3 separate regions of the Mus musculus genome follow, and all the other regions are linked to region 1. The links are chromatin contacts, called in public HiChIP or PLAC-seq and promoter capture Hi-C maps. All regions are on one chromosome and are shown on one strand. The core of a region is the stretch at or near the end of the contact, and the rest is flanking DNA. Distances in the headings are between cores, read along the strand shown. Region 1 holds the start of Grik2 (glutamate receptor, ionotropic, kainate 2 (beta 2)). Region 2 holds the start of A230054N11Rik (a long non-coding RNA gene). Region 3 has its middle 630 kb from the start of Gm24256.

What was found. Promoter capture Hi-C pulls out the DNA fragments that hold promoters and counts their contacts. HiChIP or PLAC-seq counts read pairs in DNA pulled down with a chosen protein or histone mark.
Region 2: a contact with region 1 is called in a promoter capture Hi-C map of embryonic stem cells, with 4 times the contacts expected there. The contact joins the promoter of A230054N11Rik here to the promoter of Grik2 in region 1.
Region 3: a contact with region 1 is called in an H3K4me3 HiChIP or PLAC-seq map of neural tube, with 9 times the contacts expected there. The contact joins the enhancer-like site here to the promoter of Grik2 in region 1. A contact is called at or near these places in 5 of 39 promoter capture datasets (cranial neural crest, embryonic stem cells, hippocampal neurons and 1 more), 3 of 115 datasets of contacts at active chromatin or transcription factors (astrocytes, embryonic forebrain and neural tube) and 1 of 9 other capture datasets (liver).

What each region holds. Positions count from the first base shown.
Region 1 is chr10:49,786,295-49,790,307 of GRCm38.p6, reverse strand. Grik2 (glutamate receptor, ionotropic, kainate 2 (beta 2)) reads left to right here and starts at 1,554. Exons shown (of 17, transcript NM_001111268.3): 1 at 1,554-1,680.
Region 2 is chr10:50,891,868-50,896,400 of GRCm38.p6, reverse strand. It overlaps A230054N11Rik (a long non-coding RNA gene), which reads left to right and starts at 1,867. Exons shown (of 2, transcript XR_871640.2): 1 at 1,867-3,321; 2 at 3,811-4,533. It overlaps Sim1 (single-minded family bHLH transcription factor 1), which reads right to left and starts at 750. Exons shown (of 11, transcript NM_011376.3): 1 at 330-750. The coding sequence starts at 504.
Region 3 is chr10:47,988,747-47,993,327 of GRCm38.p6, reverse strand. No RefSeq gene overlaps it. Among named protein-coding and RNA genes, the nearest start is that of Gm24256, 630 kb to the left of the region's middle. Within about 2 kb of position 1,792, at least 3 of the 459 cell types and tissues checked have an H3K27ac peak or open chromatin away from gene starts, as enhancers often do. A contact at or near this core is called in neural tube, where this site is marked.

The DNA of each region.
Region 1 (4,013 bases), core at 305-2,804:
AGAGACAGCTAAGCACAGTAAATGTGTGGTGTATGTGTGATACGGTGTAGAGAGCCTAGGATGGTGAACAACGTAGTAAATAGTGAGGATTTGGCTAGGACTGAGTCAGATGTTAGCCCAGAATGTGTGGCATACCGAGACAGGTTCAGGAAAGTTTTTACTCTTCTGGGATAGCAATGGCTGCAGGTAAAACAAAACAAACAAACAAACAAAATACAGCAAAAGAACAAACGCTTCTCTGCGGCCTGTTGGTCTGCTGTAGGGTGAACAGGAGCCTCTGCTTCCAGCCCTTCAGAATTAGACTGGAGTGCTCCTGGGACTGCAGTTGCCTCTAGGCTCCACTGAGCTTAGGAATTCCACCTGGCCTGCTTCCTATTACAATCCCTTTGAAATTTGTCTCCTGGGCTGGTCTGCCAAGCCTGTTCAAGCTTGGCCTCTCTTAAACCTCCTCGAGAATAGTAGCTCACCAATGTACTCTGGGGGGAACTGCTAAGTCTCCACTCTAGTTAATATTGCAGGGCTGAGGATAAAGTAGCAAAGGTATTGAATACATGTTGACTTTTCTGACCCAGAGGAGAGCAAATCCGGGATTGTTTGCAGAAGCTAATCGCTCCTCCAGAGAAGCCTGAGGAGTCTGGTGTGCTCTCTGCCTCCTGTCCCCACCCCTGACTCCAGGAAGCAACCCTTGGGAAGACCCTAGGACTTAGGCACCCTCCTCCTCCCACTTCTCCTTAAAAACATCTTTCAATATCTCATATTTAAGTACTTCTATATGCTCATTTTCCCAACCATGACAGCTAGGACTCCAGGTTCTGTGCTTGCCAGGCCTCAAATTCCCTCAGAGTTCAGGGACCTAGCTTGAAGAACAAAATCAGATATAAAGGGGCTAGACCTGTGCTGAGATTTCCTGCCAGCTTCTTGATGTTGAAAGTCCATTTCTTTTGCTACTGGACACCAGGAGAGACCAAAACCCATCTAGCTTGAGAAGCAGGATAGAAGTAGAAGATGCAGAAACCAAGATGATCCTCACCAACCTGAATGGGAAATGCAGTAGTTGAACCAAAAGGGTCACTTTGGAGACAACCAGCTGCTCCCCAGATGCTGGCAACATAGAAGTCTCGTTGCCATGGTTTCAGGAGCAGCAAAAAAGCAGCCACCCAGAAGCAGAAGCTATGAGTCCTTATACTCAGTGTAGCTTCTCAGAGCAGGCAAAATCAATCCTTGTCCCTTTTGCCTTACCCACTGTCATTCAGAGCATCTCTGTCCCTGTTCCCCTATGCCTGGATGTGGATGTGCTTGCTTGCAGGAGACGAAATCAGGGCCGAGGGTTCCGGAAGCACTAGGTGGTCAGTACCCGGAATTCTCTCCCTGGAGTTCTTGAAATAAAGAGTGCACCGTGCTCTTGGGTGGGCCTGGGTGCCCTGGAGCTAGTAACAGCAGCGGGGAAAGAAGCGCGGCGCCTTTAAAGCAAGAGGAGAGGAACCCCCGCCAGGAGGCGTGTCTGTCTCCAGCGCCACCGCTGCGGCTCCGCGGTCTCGGTCTCCGCCGCCGTCACTTGCGCTCTCGCTGGCGGCTGCGTGGCCGAGGCTGGGAGCCCGGGACTTCCCGCTGAACCGCCTCCTGCCGCAGCTCTGAGAGGACTACCCCAGTCCCTACCCTCCCTCTTCACCCTAGCCGCAGGTAAGCACTCGCCAGCGGTGGACCCTCCCTGGAGCTCAATCCCAGGGCGTTCGCTGTGGGTCCGGAGGCACTGCGGACCCGCGAGGAGCACTAGCCGCGGACAGGAAAGGAAGAGGGGAACCGCTGCCCGGCTGAGTTCGTGCGCTCCAGGCACCTGCTGGATGCAGCCGCTTGGAGGGCTTTGTCTCACTTGCTGCAGCCAGTGCCCCGCAAGGATGAAAGTGGCTCATTTGGCTCCTGGCTGGTGTTCTCCACGTAAAATATTTGAATAAGTCGATCTGTCAGATGTGTACTCAGCTACCGGGACTCAACGCTCAAGGCGAAGAGACGCAGGAAAGCTGTGTATCTTTGTGCCATAACAACTCCTCATCCCTCTTTCGTCCACCAGTCCCACTATCTCCCTGATTCATAACTCTGGGGTGAGAAAGTTGAGATTATTTTAATACTGAGGACAGTATTAAAAGCTTCAGGAAGAAAAAAAAAAAAAAACTCTCAGGGCATCCCACAGGGGTAAGGACTAACTGCATCACTGAGGTGGATCATAAAGATTCAGAACTTTTAACCAACCACATTTCCTCATATTTTTATCTTCTGGAGTATTGGAAGGGTGTGTGTGTGTGTGTGTGTGTGTGTGTGTGTGTGTGTAGCAGTAGTAGCAGAGAGAGAGAGAGAGAGAGAGAGAGAGAGAGAGAGAGAGAGAGAGAGAGAGAATCAAACAGGACTAATGCTTCTAAGATGATTTTGGATTTGGGGGTTGGAGGATATTAGAAACTACCCTCTGGTAACGAAACGAACAGATTACCGTTTAACATTTCTTCATCTTCATACTGTAAGTATCTCTCATCAAAATTACCTTATGGATTAATTTTTTTCATCTCACAAGAATATGACTAATTCATTTAAATAAGTCTGCAGTTTACTTGCTGGAAGATGTGCAATTGCGTTTTAATTTGGTCTTGTTTTACTTCCTTACTTTATAACTTTGCAGAATAGACTCCTGCAATAATCAAGTAAGCTTATGAACTCTCAATGTCCTTAGAAACTTAGGCGTTAAAGAATTGAAATGCACAGGGGAAGAAAAGACAGAAAATGACTAAATAGTAAAACATCTATTTTTTTTTAAATTTAAATCCACTGAAGATTGCACATGCTGAATTTTTTAAAAGGAGCTTTACCGACACAAATCTCTTTGGTTCAATTTCTTAATTAAGATACATTTTTAGCATCTAAATAGTAATTAAAATTAAAAATATCATTAGCCACCAACGTAGCAGAATGTTAATACCACAGTTGGTAATGTGTTTAGAATCCCAAGGAATAACAGAAATCATGGATGCGTATGCAACAGTGTGGTTTCAACTGATCTCTGTCTTGGACTTCATTCTGTTTCCCCTTTAATGTCATGATTGAGTAGGCTGTTTTTTTAGCTAAGCTTCAACACAATAGGCCACTTGCATGGAATAACACCTTAGGTGTTACTATACAGTGAGGTTTCTTAAATGTCCCATAACAGCAGAACAACAGTGAGAGGGTCAGCAGAAGCCTCTCACTTGTGTGAGAAAATCTAAATGCACTGAATATTTTCTGTGGAAGAACCATTGAGATGGTTTTAAAATTTAGATTATTATAGAATACACATTTGCTGTCTCTAGCCAAAGTATAGGAATTGTCTTTTAAATGTTCTGCTATAAGGATTATTACACATTTGTTCATGCCCCAGCAGGTGGCAGCTAACTAGAATAAGATTCATTTTCACCCGGAGACTAGGAAACTAAAATTGCTTCTAAAGTAATAGTGCCCAAGAAGAAGAGGTCATTAGTGTCAGGTAATACAGAAGTGCAGTGAAAGATGGAGCTAATGTCTTTCGTCCTTCTCACTGTTGATGTTGTTGTAGGAACAAGCTTTGCATGGACACAATATACATTTCCCTTCTTTATTTTCATTGTAAGCTTGATAGTTCTTCGTATTAGCCTTCCCTGATACTTTAAGGCTTTATTCTAGACATAGCTTTTCTCTGTGTGAGCACACATGTGTGTTTGCCGTTTTTCATCTCTGCTTTGACCTTGGGACCCTCAGAGCTTTAGCTCTTAGCAATAAGGATTGCCATGTGGTTGAAATAACTGCAAAGCAAATGAAGGCATAGGACAAAGCATACATTTTAATGATCACTGAAAACCTAAATCAAGTTTTTTTTTTTAAATTTTCTATTAAAAAGTAAGCAAAGATAGAACTGATACAATTTTAAGATAATTAAATGTGATCAGTAAAATATAGATTAAGAACTATTAATCCTCAGAACTATGATGATAGTGCCAGTATTGAGGAGATACTTC
Region 2 (4,533 bases), core at 618-3,117, 1.1 Mb before region 1:
CTGATTTCTATTGGATACATGTCTGACTAGAGGAACAAAAAGGAAAGTCATGTTTGGATTAGCCGTGCTTTCAACTGAGCCAAATGTTGATAAAAGCACTATTGGGTTATTTCCCAACCAAATATATCGAATGTGTTGGAGAGAGAAATACGGGGAAGAAGAGAAAGACTAAGAAAGGCAGGGAAAGCCCTTTGGCGCTGACTGATCAAATAGCTTGGTTAAATTTCCCTTTTCAGAGAATGTAACCCACGCCGGTAAACACAAGTACATTTCTGTGCTGCTGGGGTAGGTTTACTCCTTCGAAATTCAATCTAGGCACAGACGCTTACCTTCTGGAAAGACCACTCTCATTTTGAGATAGCTGGTCGTGAGTCTGATGATGGATGCTTTGTCCAGTTGGGAGGTGATGGCTGAGGGTAAAGGCAGTAATTTAGCCAGTTCATAAAATTCACTGTTTTCTTTCTCCCTCCTCGTTCGGGCAGCATTTTTAGACTTTTCTTTCATCGTGTCTCGGGCTCCCTTTCTTCTTACAACGTAAACTCCACAGACTCATCCAAAACCAAAAGTTAACTTTCAATTAGAGATCACACTCGGTAAAAACATAACTTTAAACAGGAGGCTGAAGTTTGCTCCGGGAAGACACGAATGATGGACAGGGCAATGCGGCAAACAAAATACTTTCTTGAAAACGTGAGGTGTAAGTATAAAAGAAAGCTGCTGGTTCACGGCAAATCCGGGCAATCCTTTGGGACTCTAAGTATAAAATGCTGGAAGGACTCCCGAGGAGCCAACCTTTTCATCTGATCCGCGGTAAGAACCCGGGTCCTTGGGAAATCGACATAATAATACCCGACGTTTGTTTTCCAACTCCTCTGGTTCTGAGCTGGTTTGTAGGAAACAGGAATCGCGGGTAACTTCTTTCAGATCACTACGAAGACAAGAACACCAAGGAATAAGACATCTGTGGCTAAACTCAAACCCACTATAATTCAGCCAACCGGGCCCCAAAGGGCCTCTGCGCTCATACTCTGCTCGTCACAGCCCTGGGTATTTAAAACTTGGGCAGGTCGGTCCCGGGACAGGCTGGGCTTCCGCTCGCCGCGGCCGGGATGTAGCACCGACGGCTAAATGCGCGTCTGCGGAGAGCTCGGCCGGCCGTGCGCGCCAAGCCAGGCTATCCAGCCGTGCAGAATTCCTCCACTGCCCCGGACTCCGGCTGCCTCTCCCCGGCGGGGTTCACGTCTGAGGGGTTCCTGGAGAAGTGCTGCTTATGCATCAAACCCCCGGGGACTCCCGCAGTTGCACACAGGGCACCGCAGCGCAGAGTTAACAGGTGGCACGCGCGACAGCCCCTCGTAGGCATCACCTGGAGCTCTTGGCTCCTCACCTACCTTACGTCCTCGAGAGCCGCGGAGGCTGCTAAGGCTCCCGCCCCCTAACTGCTTTCAAGCCTGCGCGCTTGCGGAGCCTCAGCGGCAGCCTCCCGGCTGTCACCCGCAGCCCGCAGAGTGTGCCTGGGCCACCTTCCCATGGGCATGAATGGGGGAGGGGTAGGTAGCAGCGGGAGGAGAACACAGGCTGGGGACAGGAGAGGTGTTTTCCGAGTCCGAGTCCTCCGTAGTGTTGGGAGCCGGTACTGTTCCTAATTGGGAGCCCAAAGCGCCCCCCTGTAACTTCTTTATAGCTTACCGGGTTTAGCTTCAACTTCGCTCCCAGGTTCCCTTTCTCCCGCCCTTCTCAAACGCCACTCACAAATTTTCTCTCTTCCTATTGGTCATAGGCAACCAAGACGCGGCGCTCATTGGCCAATCGGGGTGAGTGACGAGCATGCTCCCTGCTCCTCCTCCCCCCCCCCCCCCACGCGACTGGGCTCGCGGCTCGGGTCCTACAGTGAGCCTGGCAGCTCCGCTCCTAATGAGCCCCGGGCGCGGGGTCGCCGCTGCCCCGCTGCCGCCGCCGCTCCAAACCCCGAGGTCTTCGGCGTGCCGAGTGACACTCGCGCTCCCTAGACTCGGGTGTCTGCGCACAGCGTGCGGCCTTGCGGGGGCTGGCTAGCCGAGGCTCCAGGAACGCGTGCGAATAGCATCCCAGACAGTGGCCAGGATTTCCCCACGGCTGCGCGCCTCACGCCTGCAGGACTGGGTGAGGGAGAACGACGCTGGACTTATTTTTTATCCTGACACCACTGTGACAAAATTCATCGCTAGATGAAATAAATGCCCGCCTTTATTCCAAAAAGGGCAACGTTTTCGAAATGATTCGGGTTTGTGACTGATGCAAGATGACTAGGTCTGCTGGGCAGTTTCCTATGGGAACCAGCTAGTGGGTAGTCAGTCAGAAGAAGGATGTGATAGAAGAAGCCTAGAGTGTTGGAACAACTGACATATTAGACGTCTTACAGAGTTATTATCTAAACTGTTGGGCAACTCTGCGGACTTTATTTCGAGAAACAAAAAGACCAGCACGAATATTCCTTCTAGAGAGGACACAATAACTGAGTGAACCTGTAACGTTCCCCAACAGTTCTCAGACGAACTGTTCTCAAAGTACTGTTTCTGGGGAAAACTCTAGTTTAGAGACCCTCCTGTTCTAAGCGCTTTCTCTTCCAGTCATCTCATCAGAGGGCAGCAGATCGCGATGAAAAAAAGGCTAAGTTTCCCTTAAGACAATGAAAGCTTACAGACTTCATCCCGGGCCTTAGAAATCAGCAGTGCACCAGAAACCAAGCGCCCTGCTCCTCCTTTTGCCTCTGAGAAAATAATTTCTTTGAAGAGTCGTGTGCCATCCTGATACATGGCTCACCTTTAAGAATGTTCATTGAAAAATAAGACATCTGTCTCCTCCTTGATCCCCCGCCTCCCAATGGCAGTAAGGACATTGGGAGCTCCTAGGACAATGGGAAACATTCTGGGGGTATGGGGAATAATTACACATCCGAGCGGCACCTGGAAAAAGGAAAGGAAAAGAACTAAACTAAGACTGTGTAGGTGTTTCAAAACTGGAACCACCTAACAGGGTTATAATCCAGAAAGGAGTGGTTTCCTCAGTGGTTGTGGCCACTTAGAGGCCTAACTCTGGGTGGGCTCTATCGTAGTCCATCTAATGATACACTGTCCGTGGGAGGTAGAGGTATCCTGTGGCTCTCATCAAGACTCCAAAAAGACCAGATAACATCAAGTTTCTTATTGGGGTGGTGGTGGTAATTGTGGTAGTGACAGCGGCGGCGGCGGTAGCAGCGGTGAATGAAAAACCTTTCGTGACTCCCTTTTCCAATAAACTGCACAGAACTGAGGATGAGAGCAGCCACAAAACTAAACAGTGGTAGGTACCTTAAGGTTAAGCAGTGGTTTTCTGTTCCGACTGTGCCCTGGACAGGATTTGTGCAGCCTGCCTTTACTTCACACCCCATCTCTACTTCAAACGAAGCGCAGGCTGTGGAAGTGCCTCTCTGGGATCTGAAACCTGATCCTACCTTCTGTGGGGGTTGGTGGAGAAGTCTGCGGCGCAAGTCAGGCTTTTCCAGCAGATGCCTTTGAAGAGGTACTGGGCATTTTGCCTCAGTGCAAAGACAGACAAAATGAAGGTGGAAGTCGTGAGGACAAAACATCTGTATAAGGATCCCGACAAGTTCCTCCCCCAGAGGCTCTGCTGTTCACCAAGCCAGGAGACCTTCTTTAATATAGTTAATGCCTGGCCGAGAGGTGACCGCCCCTCGCTAAATCTTCAGCAGATAACTAGCAGAGCTTCCTTTACTGAAATACTGAATTAGCCAGGCAATGAAACACCTGTTTTTCTAATCTTTGCGCTCAGGTTGGAGCTGGAACTGGCCTTCTTGTCTTCCATGTCAGACACCTGAACCCCGTCCGCCCAGACTGCCCGCGCTCCCTGACAGCCCGGGACACCAGCTGGGAACCCGAACCTCGACTGTTATCCACGTGTTCACGCTTGCCTCCGGCGTGGGAAACAAGTTTCCTGAGTCTGAGTGCTAGCCCTAACTACTTTTCCAAGAGGGAAGAGTCCCGCAAACAGGAGCCACCAGTGCCAAGCCGTCTAGTGGCCTCCCAGAGCACGGAGACTTCAGGGGCATCCACCTCAAAGCCAAAAAGGCACTAACCCCCTCTTTTCCTGACCCAAGAGGTCTAACAGCCTTCTTCTGGGAGTCTCTCTCTCCAGAAGTGCTGGGAAGCTGGCTGGCTGGCTGGCTGGATCCTGGAGTGGGGGCGTGGCAGGCTCTCTGGCTTCCTTAGCTGACACAATGACCGCGTCCGTGTAGGCACAGTAGGATCCCCGGGTGGATTCAGGAATTGATGGAGCCAAGTGCTGAAAGCCAGGAAGGAGCCTTGACAAGGAGGACAGGCTAACCTTTCTTGATCTCAGAAAAAAGTCCTAAGTAGAGACCCCAAATCTAGGATTGTACAAGAAGTGAACGCCAGAGAGAGGGAATCCCAGGAAAAAGTTACTAAGGTGGATTTCAGCGCAGCAGTCCGGACCTGCCTTGAAGTGCTAACTCCTGCTCTGGCACAGACTTCTTTC
Region 3 (4,581 bases), core at 543-3,042, 1.8 Mb after region 1:
CTAATTTGAATCCTGCCTTTCCCTTTTCCTTTTCCCCTTTTCCATGGGATTTAATTAAATAAAACTATCTCATTCAAGTCCAGTGCAGACTGAATTCTCTCATATGAACTCAGAGTGGAAAGGGTTACTTGAATTGTACTGATACTTTCTTTCTTGGTCATTGGTTTAATTAAAAAAAAAAACCACCACCACCAACAACAACAAAAACCTTTAAATCTATCTATCTATCTATCTATCTATCTATCTATCTATCTATCTATCCATCCATCCATCCATCCATCCATCCATCCATCTATCTATCTATCTATCTATCTATCTATCTATCTATCTATCTATCTATCAATCATTTATCTGTATTATTGTTTGCAATATGTATAGTAGTAGAAATTCAATGTAATTTTTTTATGAATTCTATACAATCAGAACTGTAGGTGATAGCCATGTATATGCAACATTTTCCAAGTTGAAACTTGATAAGAACAGCAGGACAGACTGTTAATGAAATGGATTTCTACGATTTTTCCTGAAGAAAAATAGTTGTTTATTTCCTGGTCCTCTTGGATTCCCTCTTATCTCTTTCTATCTGGAAGCAAGATGGCAGTTGAAGTGTCAGGGAGACTGAGCAGCTCAAGATTATTTTAGCAACAGCAACAAGGTAATAAAGGATGCATGAGAAAGAACACATGGCATTGAGGTTGACTGCTAGGACAACTATGCACTTCTGACTTTGAATTACTTTACAAAAGCAAAGCAGCATGTTTGAATTTTCTGTCTTGTTTGTTACTTCTCAGAGTGTGAAACAATCATGAGGTTATGCTTCAATTCTTACCTGTGAAGAGTAGGAATCAGTTCACTTATTCATGATTTTTATTGACATAAATACTTAATAAACTTTTGGGTGACGACAGTGTGACAACTGCATATATTGTGTAAGGACCAGACTGAGTAATAAGTATCACCAAGTTATTCAGCAGTCATCTACTTTGTATGAAGTAGCTTACACAAAGTAATGTGAAGGTATGCAAAGATGCAAACCGCATTGAATCTTGGAACATTTTTAGTTGTTTCTCAGTATCCAAGTCTCATAGTATTGTTTAACTGCATCAAGAAGAAAGCACAAAGGCAATTCTAGCAGATCAGTAGAGATTAAAGACAAAAAACATAAGCATTTTGATATTTATGTTGTGTTTTATAAATAAGAAAAAGAAGCCAGGGGTATGTTTGGTAGAGGTGAAGTATGGTGCAGGGGAAGGGGGTACCTCTCTGTGCCCATGCTGATGCATCCCTTCCCCCTGAAGTACCAGGAATATTATGGATATAGCATGAAACAGAGTTAATTTAGGGCATTGGGAGGGAAGTTGAGGGGGCAGTAGAGACTGAAAAACAGAGAGGGAGAGGGAGGAGTAAGGCCAGACATGAACACATGGAGATAGAAGGGGGAGGGAAATGGGGAAAGAAGGAACAGATGGAGAAGAGGGTAGGAGAACAATAGAGCAAGAAAAGTGTGGAGGGGACAAGCGGCCTCTTTTATAGTGAGTGAGGCATTCCTGGCCGTTGCCAGGTAACTATGGGGTGGAACCTAGAAGGAATGTTAACAATTTATATTTCAATTCAGCTTTCAAAATTATAAAGCGTAAACTTGAGAATTGCCTCTTTTCCATTAATGTAAATTACAACAAGGCAAACAGAAAATATAACAAGTATAAGCATTTGGTGTCAGGGTACAAAAGCTAAAGGTTGTCTTCTGAATATGATAGGACCACTACAATAATAATCTCACAGCAGCTCTGGCTGTCTGCACAAGATCAAACCAATTAATTTCCAGCATGGAGAGAGACCTAATTCATCTATACTTGATTGATATCTATGGAGAGAGAGATTTCATGCTTGCTTTTACAAACTAACTTTACCTTTATTGTTTGGGATTTAGTTGTGTACTAAGTGTGTGCCTGTATTTAAGCCAGAGGTGTACGAAAATCCTGCTATTGAGATTAAAGTCCTTCATGTTTGGATAAGTTTTCCAAATTCAGTGAAAAATGGAGGACTCGCTTTCTCAGCCATGCTTCCTCTTCTCTGCTTGTTCTTATCTAAAGAGTGTCTCTAACTACAGAAGACTGACTTTATCTAGGGAATGAGCCCAAACAAAGCTTACTGCAAGTACTGCATGGCTCAGCACATAAATCCTATTCAACTCTTCCTGTCATATGACAAGTAGACTGTGTTATGACCAATCAGCCCTTCCTGCTTGTAATCTGTAACCCCCTGCCAACCCCCACTCCCACAAACAAACAAACAAACAAAAACCTCTGAGGAATCCTACATAACCTAAGGCCAAATTATACGTTTAACATGATCTCTCCCCATAAGACCCTTAGGTTCTTAGAATTTCTCTTTATGCAAATGAAGCATTTCCAGGCCTCTAAGAAAGCTAATGATGTATCATCACCTTGGAGTTCCCTAGCCTCTCCTCAAGATCTAAGTAACCTTTTATCACTCTGAAGAAAGTTGACCTGTCTCACTGAAGCTTTTACTGGAAGTTAATCCATCACTATAGAAGGCTCTCCAAATCCTGCTTTCTGCTTCTGCTCCTCAGTCCTCATAGGCCAGTGGCCACTAGCAACTGAAGAGAATGGAAGGTCACAGGATTCACTGTGTGCAACATATCTGTATTCCAATCTGATTACAAAGACCTAGAAGGATTTTAGATGTAATCCATTACCAGAGCAGCCATGTTACTGGATTAAAATTTCTCTATACCTTTTCACTGATTGCCTAGAAAAACTGATTTTCCATTTTAATTCTCATTTCTTCCTATTATATCTTCTGGGAAGTTTATGTACTTCTTTCTCATGTGGACTTCAACTTTAAATTTTCAGAGTATACATAAGAAATTCAATTTTAAACTCTGTTTCTTACTCTCTGTAATACTTGGAGTAAAGCCAGTCAATAGTTTACTTTCTGGAAATTTTTATTTTGCAAAAATGCTTTTATTGTATGAGATATTTTGCATTTTAGTAATTTAAAATAAAAAAAAATGTTTCTATTTATTTAAATTCCTTTTGTATCCAACAAAACTGATTAACAGGTAGAGAAAAATGTGAACAGATGAAACAGTCTTTTTTTTAATTGAACAAATGCTACTACTATTGCAATATGTTTATTCCCAAAAATAAGTAGAAAAGAAGTGGAGTATGAAAATTGGGTCTACAACACAGTATCAAGGGGCAGGTTCCTTCTGGTTTCTGTCTGCACCCAGAGCTGATCCTGTGCCATAGCATTCCATACCCAAATACTGTCAGGAGAGAGCTAGTCACCTGTGTGGACAGATAAGACCACCACTTCTGCTCAAATTCCTGATACAAGAGGGACCCACCCAGAGCCATCAGGACACAGCAACCAAGGAACAGTTGGGGACTGATGATTCTGGTTTCTGTCTGCACCCAAGGGCTGACACTAGGCCACAGCTTTGTATACCCAAATTCTTCCCATAGACAACTGGTCTGGAGGAATACTGTCTTGCAGGAGGGTCAAACCACAGTCAGAGACTGCAAGACCAGCTAACACCAGAGATAACCAGATTGTAAGAGGCAAGGGCAAGAACATAAACAGCAGAAATCATGGCTACCTGGAATCATCAGAAACTAGTTCTTCCAACACAGTGAGCCCTGGATACCCCAACATACCAGAAAAGCAAGACTCTGATAGAAAATCATATCTCATGGTGATGATAGGGACTGTAAGAAGGAAATAAATAAATAAATCCAGGAAATCACAGGTAAACAAACAGCTAGAAGCCCGTAAAGTGGAAACACAAAATCCCTTAAAGAATTACAATAAAACACAACCAAACAGGTGAAGGAATTGAACAAAACCACCCAGGATCTAAAAACAGAAAGAGAAACAATAAAGATACCACAAAGGTAGACAACCCTGGAGTTATAAAGCCTAGGAAAGAGATCAGGAGTCATAGATGCAAGCGGCACCCACAGAATACAAGAGATAGAAGAGAGAATCTCAGGTGCAGAAGTAACCATAGAAAACACTGACACAACAGTCAAAGAAAATGCAAAATGCAAAAAGCTCCTAACCCAAAGCATCCAGGAAATCCCGGACAAAATAACAAGACCAAACCTATGGAGAATAGGTATAGAAGAGAGTGAAGATTCTCAATTTAAATGGCCAGTATCTTCAACAAAATTGTAGAAGAAACCTTCTCTAATATAAAGAAAGAGATGCCCATAAATGTACAAGAGGCTTACAGAACTCCAAGTTCACCCTAGAAAAAGCAGGAAATTAATCTTCTTTCAACAAATCGGAAAGAATGTAGTCACACAAACATAAAAGTAATATCAAAATAACCAGAAGCAACAATAATTATTCCTTAATATCTCTTAACATCAATGGACTCAATTCCCCAATCAAAAGGATTAGACTAACAATCTGGATACATAAACAGGTCCCAGCATTTTGCTCCATAAGAAAACATACTTTAATGTCAAATATAGACACTACCTCAGAGTACAGGATTGGAAAACAATTTTTCAAGAAAAGGGTTCCAAGGAACAAGCTGGAGTAGCCAAT